Regions from separate parts of the Mus musculus genome. Here region 2 is linked to region 1. Evidence: chromatin contacts called from public HiChIP or PLAC-seq data. All regions are on one chromosome and are shown on one strand. Each heading gives the region's core, a stretch centred on a gene start, on an enhancer-like site or on the middle of the called end of the contact. The rest is flanking DNA. Distances are from core to core; before and after follow the strand shown. Region 1 holds the start of Aen (apoptosis enhancing nuclease). Region 2 has its middle 20 kb from the start of Mrps11.

Evidence for each region. HiChIP or PLAC-seq counts read pairs in DNA pulled down with a chosen protein or histone mark.
Region 2: an H3K4me3 HiChIP or PLAC-seq map of the SCID.adh cell line shows a contact between it and region 1, with 26 read pairs. The contact joins the enhancer-like site here to the promoter of Aen in region 1. A contact is called at or near these places in 21 of 39 promoter capture datasets (the C10 cell line, the HPC-7 cell line, the SN4741 cell line and 15 more), 13 of 15 datasets of contacts at CTCF or cohesin (CD8 T cells, the G1E-ER4 cell line, the NIH/3T3 cell line and 7 more), 307 of 484 Hi-C or Micro-C datasets (3T3-L1-derived adipocytes, 8-cell embryo, the AML12 cell line and 142 more), 80 of 115 datasets of contacts at active chromatin or transcription factors (CD4 T cells, CD4 single positive thymocytes, CD8 T cells and 55 more) and 7 of 9 other capture datasets (adipose tissue, embryonic stem cells, embryonic tail and 4 more).

The regions. Positions count from the first base shown.
Region 1 is chr7:78,893,642-78,899,828 of GRCm38.p6, reverse strand. It overlaps Aen (apoptosis enhancing nuclease), which reads right to left and starts at 3,902. Exons shown (of 4, transcript NM_026531.5): 1 at 3,815-3,902. Gm39039 (a long non-coding RNA gene) reads left to right here and starts at 4,047. Exons shown (of 2, transcript XR_882236.1): 1 at 4,047-4,246; 2 at 5,467-6,054.
Region 2 is chr7:78,800,411-78,806,597 of GRCm38.p6, reverse strand. No RefSeq gene overlaps it. Among named protein-coding and RNA genes, the nearest start is that of Mrps11, 20 kb to the right of the region's middle. Within about 2 kb of position 2,552, at least 17 of the 459 cell types and tissues checked have an H3K27ac peak or open chromatin away from gene starts, as enhancers often do. A contact at or near this core is called in CD8 T cells, the G1E-ER4 cell line, the SCID.adh cell line and 9 more, where this site is marked.

The DNA.
Region 1 (6,187 bases), core at 2,653-5,152:
CTTTATGCTCACCTCTATTTTATCCGAGGTCCTTCCCAAACTCCTGGGGTCCCAAGTTTCACTCACCATGAACTTACCCTGCCGGCAACCACTGACTGCTGAAAGTTCTGAACTCGGTGGGGGAGTCGGTTCCCCGTACGGGCCACCAATTGTCGCGCCCGCTCTCGACCAGCAAGAACGATGCGACCACCAGTCCTTCTAACAGCAGTTTATTCAGTCCTCATCTTTCTTCTTTCTCTTCATCAGTACCGTTCCCCAGCTGAAGAGTTCTGATCCTTCTCAACAGTCTGTTTTACAGGAACACTTCTTTACCACCATTCCCCGTGATGCAGTTCTGAATCCTCCCTGTAGCAGTGGGTCTTCGCTCGTGACTGAAGATGTTTCTTTTCCCGGGTTTCGGCACCACTTGTTGCACGCACTCAACAGGCCAGGAAGAACGACGCTGCTACAGGATCCTTCTGCACACATTTATTCAGTCCTGTTTCTTCTTGTTTATATATCTCCCTTGTTTTTATATCTCCCTTGTTTATATATCTCCCTTGTTTTTATATCTCCCTTGTTTTTATATCTCCCTTGTTTTTATATATCGCCCTTGTTTATATATCTCCCCCGAACCCTGGGCCTCTCACTCCTTTTATACTCTCTCTCATCCACGCACCGCAGGCCACGCCCCCTCATCAGTCACGAGGCTTCAGCTAATCAGGGCAGCAGGGGCAAATCTCCACCAAATTGGATTCACCTGTATCCTGGTACACCTGCGCAGCACTCAAGATGTTTGTGTCTTATATGAGGAAGTCAGGTGCAAGTCATATGACTTAGCTGCAGTCCCTGGCGCCTTTAGGACTGCCGCCACACCTGCTCCTAACACCAGAGGATTATCACCCTTACTGTACAGAAATGAGGCCCACAAGCTGAGTAGTTTGGGACGACGGCTGATACAGAGACCATGCTCTGAGCCTCAAGCTCCTCTCAGTGGTGTGAGAAGTATGGACACAAGGCAGCAAACGCTACAGAAACACAGTCCAGCTGAACACCCCACACCAAGAGTCCCCAAACCAAAATCTGCAGAAGGAGGAACCGGGATCTTTATAAACTGTTGTGCTCCCATGTCTGTCTGTCTGTCTCCTCCTAGCCTCCACCTCATACAGCAATGTTCAATAGCTCTCTGCCTCTTTCCTCCAGCAAAGATGATTTCCTACATCAGACGGCCAGCTATCCTTGAGCCAGAGCTGCCCCCATCTGGACACACTGCTGTTCCCAAACCCCACCCCTCCAATGCCTTCAGACCCAGCTCCGTATCACTGAATGCTCTTCTGGAACCCCTGCATCTTCCCAATCTTACAAAGAGGTTCTCTGGGGTCCCAACTGTGCCAGGTGCTGGACAATTACCAAGATGGATTGTGGGCTGAGAAGCTCAGTTTGACCACAGACATAGAAACGCAGCAGATGGTGTGCTGAGGGCCGGCTAGCCACCCAAGGAGGAAAAGCAGACCAAGATGACTCCTAAAAGTCACTTCTGAGTAAATGGGGAACAGTAACCCTACAGGGAGAGGGCGTGGGCAGTGGAAACACCAGGGAGGGACGCAGGCCTGACAAAACTAGCCTGATGCTGAGGAAGAAGGGCCAGCAGCAACATGAGGTCCCTGTAGTAAGTACCTGATGGGTGATAGCTGGGGAGACCGCTTCTTCCTTATTATCACCTCACCTTCTGCCACTGACTTTAGAGGGCCTTCCACAAGTCACCCTTACCCTATACTGGTGTTTTAGCCTCGTATCTGTTGGTCAAGTGAGGGAGGCCAAGGCACCCAGGTGGGTCTGTAAAATTTGTACCCAGCAGCACTGACCCAGGACTTTAACTGCCTATGAGGAGAGCAAAGGAATCCACCCTGTGTACTCCAATACACTGGATTTTATCCTCCACAGACAACAGGCATTCCTCCTCAGAGCTCCCTCAGGTGAGCGAGCTGCAGAGCCCCACTGTGTCTGCTGTCCCTCTCTCATGGCAGACTTGCTTCAGAAGCCCAGGCTGGGCCTCACAGCGACAGGCCTGGAGGACACTGCAGAGCTCAAGGTCCTCCTAACCACAGATCAATAGGACTGACAGGAAGAGACAGTCACCAGAAAGATACACTGAATTAAGGAGAGCCCGGCCAGAGGAGATGCTGCAGGATTTTGGATGGATGGACCAGGCAGCCCAGGGTAGGAAGTGTTCAGAGAAGAGAAACCTGACAGGCACAGAGCAAAGAGCTTGGTGCTGGTAAACAGCTAGGAAGCAGGGGGCGTGGAGACAGGTGGAATGGAATGGAGAAGGATATGGAGTCACTGGAAGACTGCAGGGGCCATCACAGCTATCTCATCGGAGGATGAGCTCAGACTAGGGGCCTGAGCAATATTATCACAGGTGTGAAAGCTTGTATATGCTTGGCCCAGGGAGTGGCGCTATTAGGAGGTCTAGCCTTGTTAGAGGAGTGTCACTGTGGGCGTGGGCTTTAAGACTCTCATCCTAGCTGCCTGGAAGCCAGTCTTCTATCTGCCTTTAGATGAAGATATAGAACTCTCTGCTCCTTCTGCACCATGCCTACCTAGATGCTGCCATGCTCCCACCATGATAATGGACTGAACCTCAGAACCTGTAAGCCAGCCCCAATTAAATGTTGTCCTTGTAACAGTTGCCTTGGTCACGGTGTCTGTTCACAGCAGTAAACCCCTAATCAAGACACAGGGTAAGTAGCAGTAAGATAGGAGGAAAGACCAGTCCTGTGTTTGCTGATGCCAGCATGTGTGTGAGTAAAGGTCCACTTAGCCAGGGGGAGGCCCAGTGACCCATGCTGACTCAATGGCTCTCAGCTTGCTCGTTCACTCTCCAAATAGCACCCCCTCTTTTAAAAACAGGTTGTCAGCAACCTCCTCATTTCCACAAACCACACCTCAAAGGGAGAAAATCTGGCTAAGAAGACCTGTGCTAACCCTGCTGATCATAGACTTTCCTGTCCCTGCCGGCAAGGTCTGAAAGAAGCTAAAATCAGGTCCCCTTGAGAAAAAGTCTCTGTACTTTTGTATTTGTGTTAAGAGATAAAAAGCAGCCATTTCCTATAGTCCCTCACCCTGTGAACATGTCAGAACCAACAATTACAAAGAGAACGTCCACAGCCTGCAGCCCTGAATGGAGCTCAGCTTAGTTGGAGAGAAGAGGACACAGTCCTTTCAACAAGGCCACGTACAAATATTCCATATCTTAACTCTGGTCAGTATGGTAGGCACGTGGCCTTCAAGTGAGGGTCCCTGACCCAAGAGGATTCCAGATGAGAAGGCTCCCAAGAAGCTACAAAGCCAGAAACGTCACTGTCATAAGGGCCCCACCTGCCATGCCCTGCCTGCCATGCCCAGGTCTCTGTCTGTCTGTCGAGACCCTGTTCTAGCACAAAGTAACCGGATGGCATCAACCGTTCTAGGTAGAAGGCAAAGTTTGGGGATTAGGACCCGAGATCCCACCCTCAAGTCACGATTGCGATAATCATCCCAGTTTGAGAAAGGGTGGCGCAATAAAGGTCCCCGATGCTGCCCAAAAGCTTACCAGACCAATTTTAAACAAAACAAAACAAAAGTACGAGGACAGTCCGCGCTCACCAGCTGAGGCGTCCAGAGGACGCTCAACGTCCGCGCCGTCCCCTGAGGCCCACCGGCCCCGAGTCCGGCCAGGACCACGTGAGGCCGCGCCCCGGCCTAGTTGCAAACCAACCCGTCCCGAGAGCCACAGGCGGCTGGCGACAGAAACGGGCGGCCCGGGACTCCCTGTGGCCGTCCCCTAGCTCACCTGAAAACCCGGCCGCGCTTTCCCAGGTTTCACGTGGAACCCTTGCCGGGTGCGGAAGCTCCTTGCCCGGACAAGCCCGGCTTCGGCTACCTGTCTATTGGTTCTCTGGGGCGTAGCGCCCGCCTAAGGACTCTTCTGATTGGTTGATCCTGCTCCTCCTCAGTAAGTGTGCCAACTGGAAGGGGTGGGGCTACCGAAGGAAGAGGGCGTGGCCTGCGCCGGGATAGGGCAGCGTTTAGGAGGTTAGCATAAAACCGAATGGAACGTCCGGTTTCTGACCCGACGCCTAGTGAACCGCAACCTTCAAAGACTTAAAGCCTCAAAGAGCACATCCCGATCTGCCTCGGGGAACTGCAGCCCCTCCAGGCTTGGGGTTGTGAGAAGTCCGTGAAATAATACAGTATTCGTTAAACTTGGGGGAAAAAAAATCAGGTTTGCTTCTTCTGCACTGCTTTTTCAATATTTATTTGATTTGGGTTTTTTGTTTGTTTATTTTTTGTTTTGTTTTTTGAGACAGGATCTCAAGCTGTCCTCTCATTTTCTTTTTTTTTTTTTTCTAGTGTCAAGTTCACATAATGTCCTCGCTTTTTCTGTGTTAGCTGTGAATGAGCCTCTTGCCTCTGCCACCCTAGTGCTGGGATCACGCGTTTTGCCACCACACTCATCTTAAGTATTCCTTTGTGATTTTTTTTTTTTAGGAATGGGAGAGTTGCTCAGCGGTAAAAAAGGTGCTTGCTCTCTCTGTAATCCTGACAATCTGAATTTGATCCCTGAACCTTCTTAGCCTAGGCAGCTCTGGGCGTGGTTGCACACACCTTTGATCCCAGCACTCCGGAGGCAGAGGCGGGTAGATCTCCGAGTTCCAGGACAGACTGGTGTACAGAGCAAGTTCCAAGATAGCCAAAGCTACGCAGAGGAGAGAGGTAGAGAGGGGGAGAGGGAGAGACAGAGGAAGAAGAAGACGGAGGGAGGGCAGGCGAGCCAGATGCAGTGGTATTTATCTGTGACCTCAGTAACTCCTACAGTTAGATGATATATGGAGACAGAAAAACTAACTGGAGCTCTCTGGCCAGCTAGGGTAGGCAGAAACGAGATACCCCAATCAACAAGAAACTCCCTGAGCCAGGCGGTGGTGGCCCACGCCTTTAATCCCAGCACATGGGAGGCAGAGGCAGGCAGATTCTGAATTCGAGGCCAGCCTGGTCTACAGAGTGAGTTCCAGGACAGCCAGGGCTACATAGAAAAACCCTGTCTCGAAAAACCAAAAAAAAAGAAAGAAAGAAAGAAAGAAAGAAAGTCCCTGAAGTTGTCCTTTAGCCTGCATATGTGTGTTCAGCCCCTGCCCCTCCATGCACACACACACTTACACACAAAACAGGTTTTTAAAAGTAAGTTTAAAAAGGGAAAGCCGGAGGAGCTCATGGGCCCCAGAAGCAAATCTACTATTTTGCTAAACTGACAGCATCAATCTGCCCTTAAAATCCGTATACTCAAACATTCTGCTGGTGCAGCCCCAGACCTCATTAGAGAAGTTTCTTTGTGCGGTGGGTAGCCCCTAACACAGACACTCACAACTGGTCAAGCTGCAAGTGAGCGGCTGTGGGATGTTCAGCCATGGCGGAGACATCTATAGCCCAGCCCTTCTCTCCAAGGCCCACGACCATCTTGGAAGTCTGAGCAGAAAGACTGTAAGAGCCAGAGGAAGAGGAGGAGAAGGAGGAAGGCTGGGGTCATGTCCATGTCTCAAGTCAGGACTCTTGACTTCGTAGCCGCCGGGGCTGCCTGTGCAGGATCAACACAGTCACCGTGTCATGAGCATGGAGCCTGGAGTGGCTCACAAGCCCTCCCCATCCCTGGCTACCGACAGTTGATGGCTGCTGGGGGAAGGAGAACCAGGCTTTCCTGGATGGATCAACAGGATGCAGCTGTAGATAGGATGACCATGCTGCGGTGGGTAGCTAGTTCTACATCCATGCAAACCCAGGCAGCACCAACTGGAATCAGCGAGTTGTAAAAGAACCCGAGGTTGGAAGGGAGAGGGTGGGCAGTAGATCTAGAACGGATGGGAATGGATACGTTTAAAATGCACTGAATGTTTATATGTTTAATTCTCAGAGAATTAAAATATGTTAAAAAAATAATAAAGTTAGGGCTGGAAAGATGGCTCTGCTCAGCTATCAAAGGCTAGGCTCTCAACCGAAAAGACAGAATGGAAAATAAAAATGTAAAGGAAAGCTAAATGAATGCATATCATTTGTACAAAGCAGTGGGCTTCATTGATGTGTTCATACCTGTACTTAGCTCTTACTCCATCCTGTCTTTACCCTCTCTCGTCAGCCCATTCCCCTTGCTATCTCTTTCTTTCACATAAGC
Region 2 (6,187 bases), core at 1,303-3,802, 92 kb after region 1:
AGGAACTACAGCAGAGAGTTTAAGTGAGTCACTGGAGCCAGAATTCTAAGGCAGACATTAGAGTCTGCCTTTCGCTACCCTCTTACCTGACAGGTGAGGGGCATGAGGGGCGGGTGTGGATGGAGGGAGGCAGTCGGGATATCTGGGGCCAGGCCACATGTAGGAGGCTAGCCATATGGGAAAGATGCAAATCCCCACATGAGCTACTGATCCAAGGCAGGTGGAATGGGGTGAGATGCTCAAAGGACAAGGGCTGGCTTAGACACACCTGTGAATCTCTGGTCCAGGAGGGTGAGGAACAGATGGGCAGCCATTGAACTTAGCTGGGACCAGCTGCTGTTTGCAGGAAAAGGCTCCAGTGGTGAGTACAGAGTGACTTGTGGGATTAGGTGTACCGGGGACCTCGGTGACTATTGGATAGTGATGTACCATGGGCCCTTCTGGGTGGCCTTTCCAGCAACTCCAAATCCTGGGTGCATATTGTTTGCTAATCTCTGTCCCCATGACAGCAGAAAGTACCAGAGCCATCCTTAAGACACGTACATCTCCCATTTCTCAAGGGCCGAACTGTTCACCATGGAAATGTCTCCTTGTCTGAAGAGCTGAGAATGACAGCTTTTCCCGATTTCCCAGAGTGCCTCCCCATCTCCTCCCTTCCAGAAAGGAGGGTGGAACACTAGGGCCATGTGCCATTCATCTACAGCTGGGACAGGGGTCACTCTCCGGGCCTCTCCTGTTGGTCTCAAACTCCATACATAGTTAAGGATGTTTTGAACTCCTCATCCTGTCTCTGACTCCCAAGTGTTAGGATTACAGACATGCACCACACTGCCAGGCGATATAGAGAACTGTTGTATCCCATTGATAGATGCGCCAAGAAGGTTCCAGAAGCATTAAAAGACATCTGTATATTCTACACTGCACCGAGCAGGTAGGGTTAACTGACAATCTTTCTCTTTTTAAAGATTTTGTTTATTTTATATGCATTAGTGTCCTGTATGAATGTGTGTGTACTACAGTCATGCAGAGTCCAGGGAGGGTAGAAGAGAGCTTCAGGTCCCTTGGAACTGGAGTTACAGAGCTGCCATGTGGGTGCTGGCAACCAAATCCAGTCCTCTTATAGGAAGGAGCAGCCAGTGGTTTTAATACCTGAGCAGGAGAATGAAGTAGCGACAGGAGTGATTGAGAGCCAAAGGAATACATGGGCAGGCATTAGGGTGGCCAGAATGCCCAGACTCCCTCGTACTCTTCTCAAAATGAAATGATGCTCCTGTAGTTATACCCAGATATCGCTGTATATTTAAAGCCCACAGTGACTTTAGGCATATTTTCTTTGTGACACAAAGAGGATTCTTTCAATAAATATCTTTTAAGTGCTTACTTTAAAAAATATCTTAAACCATTTAATGTCCAACTTTGTTATATTTTGGGGACATTGCAGTGGTAGTTTTTTTTTTTTTTTTTTTTTTTTTGGAATCAGACCCTGGCTTAGTATTTTGAGTCATAGATATCATGTTAGTCATCCTGTTGGTAACCTGGCTTTGCCATTATTGTTTTGGAATGTTCTAGAAACAGTCTTGAAAACCACGTAAAGAGTGACACCTCTAATGTTCTTCAACATGGCCTTGACATTTTCTGGAACATGACTGAATATGGAGCCGGGTCAGAGCCATCCTGGGTAACCAGATTGGTTGGGGGTTAGCATGGAGTCCCCACCCCAGCCACTGGCCCAGACTTTTCTATTCAGCGAAGCCCTTAAGCACCCACTTCCTGAGCGCTGTCACCTCGGCGCTCTTGCAGGCCCACAAGTTTCTTCCTGGGTCGACTAAGCTGATGAACCTGAGTACGGTCAAGGAAACTGATTTGTGCTGAAAAGATCACTCTGGGAATGGTGGAAAGTTGAGGGCTGTGCCCAAAGACGAGGGTGGAGGGAAACAGGGAAGCCAGCAGCTTCTCTACTCGGTCAAGGTGGTAGACTTGGCAAGACAATCGTGCTGCAGAGGTGCGGAGGACTCAGTATTCTAGAGGGAGGAGCATGGCCTGAGGACAGCTCTGCTTCACCGTCTGCTTCCTGGAGAACCCAAACACCTTCAACAAGCATGGAATCCTGAGGCTGAGCCCTTCCAATACCTCTCAGCGCCAGCCCTGAGTCCACCCCGTTCTGGATCTAACAGGGTGAGAAGGACAATTCGACATGGGTTCAAGCCCAGCCCCTTTCACAGTTCCCACTGGACCGCAGAACCGTGTTGGCCCTTGGCTACCCTTGTGCTAGCAGTTGTTAACAACATGGCTTCCTTGCCCCTTCCCCTTGCCCTACAGGCTGTTTTCTCCAGGGTGGCAACAGGCACCATCTCCATCTTGTGTGTGTGTGTGTGTGTGTGTGTGTGTGCCATAGTCAGGCTCTGTGAGATATCACCAATGTTTTGCTACGAGAAACGCTCCTGTTAGACTCCGCTCTCCAGGTGGCAGGGAGCCAGTTCACAGGTCTGTAACTGGGGAGTCTTGCTTTCACTTTGGACTGTACTGTTTGCTGTGCCTCCCCTCCCCCACTCCAAGCCACACTTTCCACCACTTGGTGGCACAGTGGGGAGCAGCCAGGACTGTAGATGGATGATGTCAGCTGCATAAGAGTTGGGAGGAAGAAGGGAGTCAGAAACTATCTCACTATCTCCTTTGCTTCCCATGGTGGTTGGAGAAACAGTAGGGTTTTTTCCATGGTAGCTTTGCCAGTTATAAGAGACAGTCATGGCTGGGAGCTTTGGCAATCTCTTCTTCCCCTTGGGTCAAGGAGAAGCAATGGTCTGAAGGTCATCGTTCTCACAATGCCATCAGAATCCCTTCCTGATGAGGTCAAACTGGAGCACGTTGTATCTGTAGGGACAAAGCTAGACCACTCCCAGAGTTTGGAAATACAATTTTCTGTTAACAAACTCTTGGTTGCCTAAAATAGCCAGAGTAGTTTGGAAGCATGTGAACTGGGCAAAACAGCTGTCTGGGGTGGTCCCTGCAGCCAGCAGCACTCCTAGCAGATGAGTGTCAGGCCCTTCCCTGAGAAGGTCTGGGTGCACAGATCTCTGGGCAGCATAGAAAAGGTCTAGCGCAGAGAGTTCTGCGTGGGTGACGCTGGGGCAGGGTGGTGGGATGGTGCCCACAGAATGGAGTGTTGTAGGGGCCATCTACAACACTGTCAGTGAGGGAGGCGTGCTGACCAAGAATACTGCTTGAGGCTTTGCCTCACCTCTTGGCTCCATGTTCTGCTCAGGCTTGAAGTGGAGGAGAGGAGCCAGAGGAAGGTTAAAAGCTCTGAGTAGTCAGTGAGGCTCAAGTTTGGTTTAATATTTGGGCAGATTTTCAACTTTTGTCGCCGAAAGGACTATCAGATTGAACTTTTGAAAACAGGGTCTCACATATCCTGGGAGAATGGCCTTGAACTTCGGATCTTGCTTTTGCTCTCTGTGTGCTGGGGTTACAGCTGTCTGCTGCCATTACACCCAGTTTTATACAGTGCCAGAGGAAAGGGACATTCTTAAAGACCAGCCTTTTTCTCTTAACTCAAATGGTTGTGGGAAAGAAAAGAAGAGAGAGAGAGAGAGAGAGAGAGAGAGAGAAGAGAAGAGAAGAGAAGAGAAGAGAAGAGAAGAGAAGAGAAGAGAAGAGAAGAGAAGAGAAGAGAAGAGAAGAGAAGAGAAGAGAAGAGAAGAGAGCCGGGTGGTGGTGGCGCATGCCTTTAATCCCAGCACTTGGGAGGCAGAGGCAGGCGGATTTCTGAGTTCAAGGCCAGCCTGGCCTACAAAGTGAGTTCCAGGACAGCCAGGGCTACACAGAGAAACCCTGTCTCAAAAAAAAAAAAAAAAAAAAAGAAAGAAAAGAAAAGAAAAGAGATACTTCTAGGCCTCATGTGTGTATGTGTATGCCTTGTACATATGTGTATATGTGTTTGCGCATATATGTGTGTATGTATGTGTGTCTTATGTACATGTGTGTGAATGTGTTTGTGTGTATTTGTATGTATGAGTCTGTGTATGTATGTGTGTGTCTTATGTACATGTGTGAATGTGTTTGTGTGTATTTGTATGTGTGAGTCTGTGTATGTATGTGTGTGTCTTATGTACATGTGTGAATGTGTTTGTGTGTATTTGTATGTGTGAGTCTGTGTATGTATGTGTGTGTCTTTGTACCTATATGTGCATCTATGTATTTCTGTGTATGAGTCTGTGTATGTGTGTGTGTCTTTGTACATATATGTGCATCTATGTATTTCTGTGTATGAGTCTGTGTATGTGTGTGTATGAGTGTCTCTGTGTGTGTATGAGACTGAGGCTTGAACCTAGAACCTTGCACATGCTAGGCAAGCACCCTATCACTGAGCCACACTCCCTGTTTAAGCTCTTAGTCTTACAATCAAGAATAACCTCGGAGCCAGGGACCCTTCCTGAAATGGTGCCGTCAGGATCTAGAGAAGAAGACAAGACACAGAGTTGTCTTGAGGCAGTGATGGGAGGCAAGTGCAGTCCTCCTGGATCTCCACCTCACTTCTGAAGGGTGCAGCCAGGCAAGGGGCGTAGTCTGCCCAGACTGGCCATGTCTTCAGATGCTAGGGATATGGGTGAGGTTGTATCTTTTTTTGCTTGTCAAATCCTGGGAGCCTCAGGAGCCATGTGATGTCCCAGTTTTCTGCCTCCATCTGAGTGAGCTGAGCTCTGATTTGAGGAGGTGTGAGAGCTCTAAATGACTGCAAAGTACGTTTCAATCAGACAGAAAATAGGTGAGAAATGCATTTTCCTTAATGCCCCAATTATCCCAGTCCCAACAGGACAAAAAAAAAGTGCTTTTGCCTGCTCTCAGGGACGCTGGGCTCAGGATCCCTGCGTGTCCCCAGGATCTCTGCCTGTGCTTTGTGCTTTGTGCTTAGGGGCACGTGCCCCCTCCAAGGGTCCAGGATGCAGGTAAGGAAAAAGCAGCCCATCTCTCAGAGGAGGAGGCCCTGGGGAGGACTGGCAGGCTCCTTTGTGCTATTCCTTGCAGCAGCCTCAGAGCGTCTCCCCCATCTCTGCCCTCCCCAGCCTGTCTGGAAAAGCACTGCATCATGTTCCTGCTCCTCTGTTACTCAGCTTTTCCTTCACTTTCCACCTGGGTTAAATAAAGCAGGGCTCCTAGATCTCCCTGCCTCCACCAGGCTCCAGAAAGATCTTTCTCAAATACCTTCCTCCCATGCTGTGACCCTGGCAACTCCCGGCCAGAGCTGCCCTCTATTCCTTTCCCCACACACAGTCCACCCAAGCCTGGTCCGGTTGTCCTCTACACACCTCTCCATCCTCACCGACATCCCCACCTCTCTCTCCTGCCCCTCTGTATGCACCCCTAAGGCTTCTGGAACAAATGAGTGCTGCCAGAGGCCTCAAAACAACGGAGCTAGCAAGAGCTTGTAGCACAGGTCTGTAATCCCAGCTACACTGGAGGCTGAAGCAGGAGGCTCTGGAGTTCAAGGCCTGTCTAGGCTATAGAATAAGTTCAAGGCTAGCTGTTATTGAGATCTGTATTAGATTAAAAAGTGGGGAAAGCAAGGGCATGCTGGGACTGGGGCTGGGACCCAGAGGTAGGGTACATAGGGGTTTGGGGCCCCTAAGTTTGATTTCCAGGACAGTGAAAGGAAGGAAAGCAAGCAAACAAACAAACAAACAGGCAAATAGCTTTGTTGTTTGCAGCTCTGGAGATCAGGAGCCTGAGGTCAGGCAGCAGTGGACAAAAACTGATTTGTTCCTGGGTCTGTTCATCCTTAGAGGCTCTGAGAAAGACTCTTGATTCTCTGGCTTCCTGTGACATATCTCTCTAGTCTTCTTCTGAGTCACATGACTCTCATTCTTACCTATGGTCAAAGCTTCCTACATTTTTATAAGGAATGGGGGTGGCGGGGCACTTCTGCCCCCAGCCTCAGAATCCTTAATTAAAATGCATCTGCAAAGACTATGAAGTTCTCTGTTCTATGAGGCAGCATCTAAAGGGTCCTGCCTGGGATCTGGTGCCCGACTCGACCTCACATTGTGCTGTTTGCCACACTGTGATGGTTAACCATAATTACTGACAAAATTGGAGTTAGAATCTCTAGGTATGTCTATGAGGGTGTTTCCAGAAAGGTTTAAGTGCAGAGAGAAGACCATTCTAAGGGTGGAACCACTGATGGCTGGAG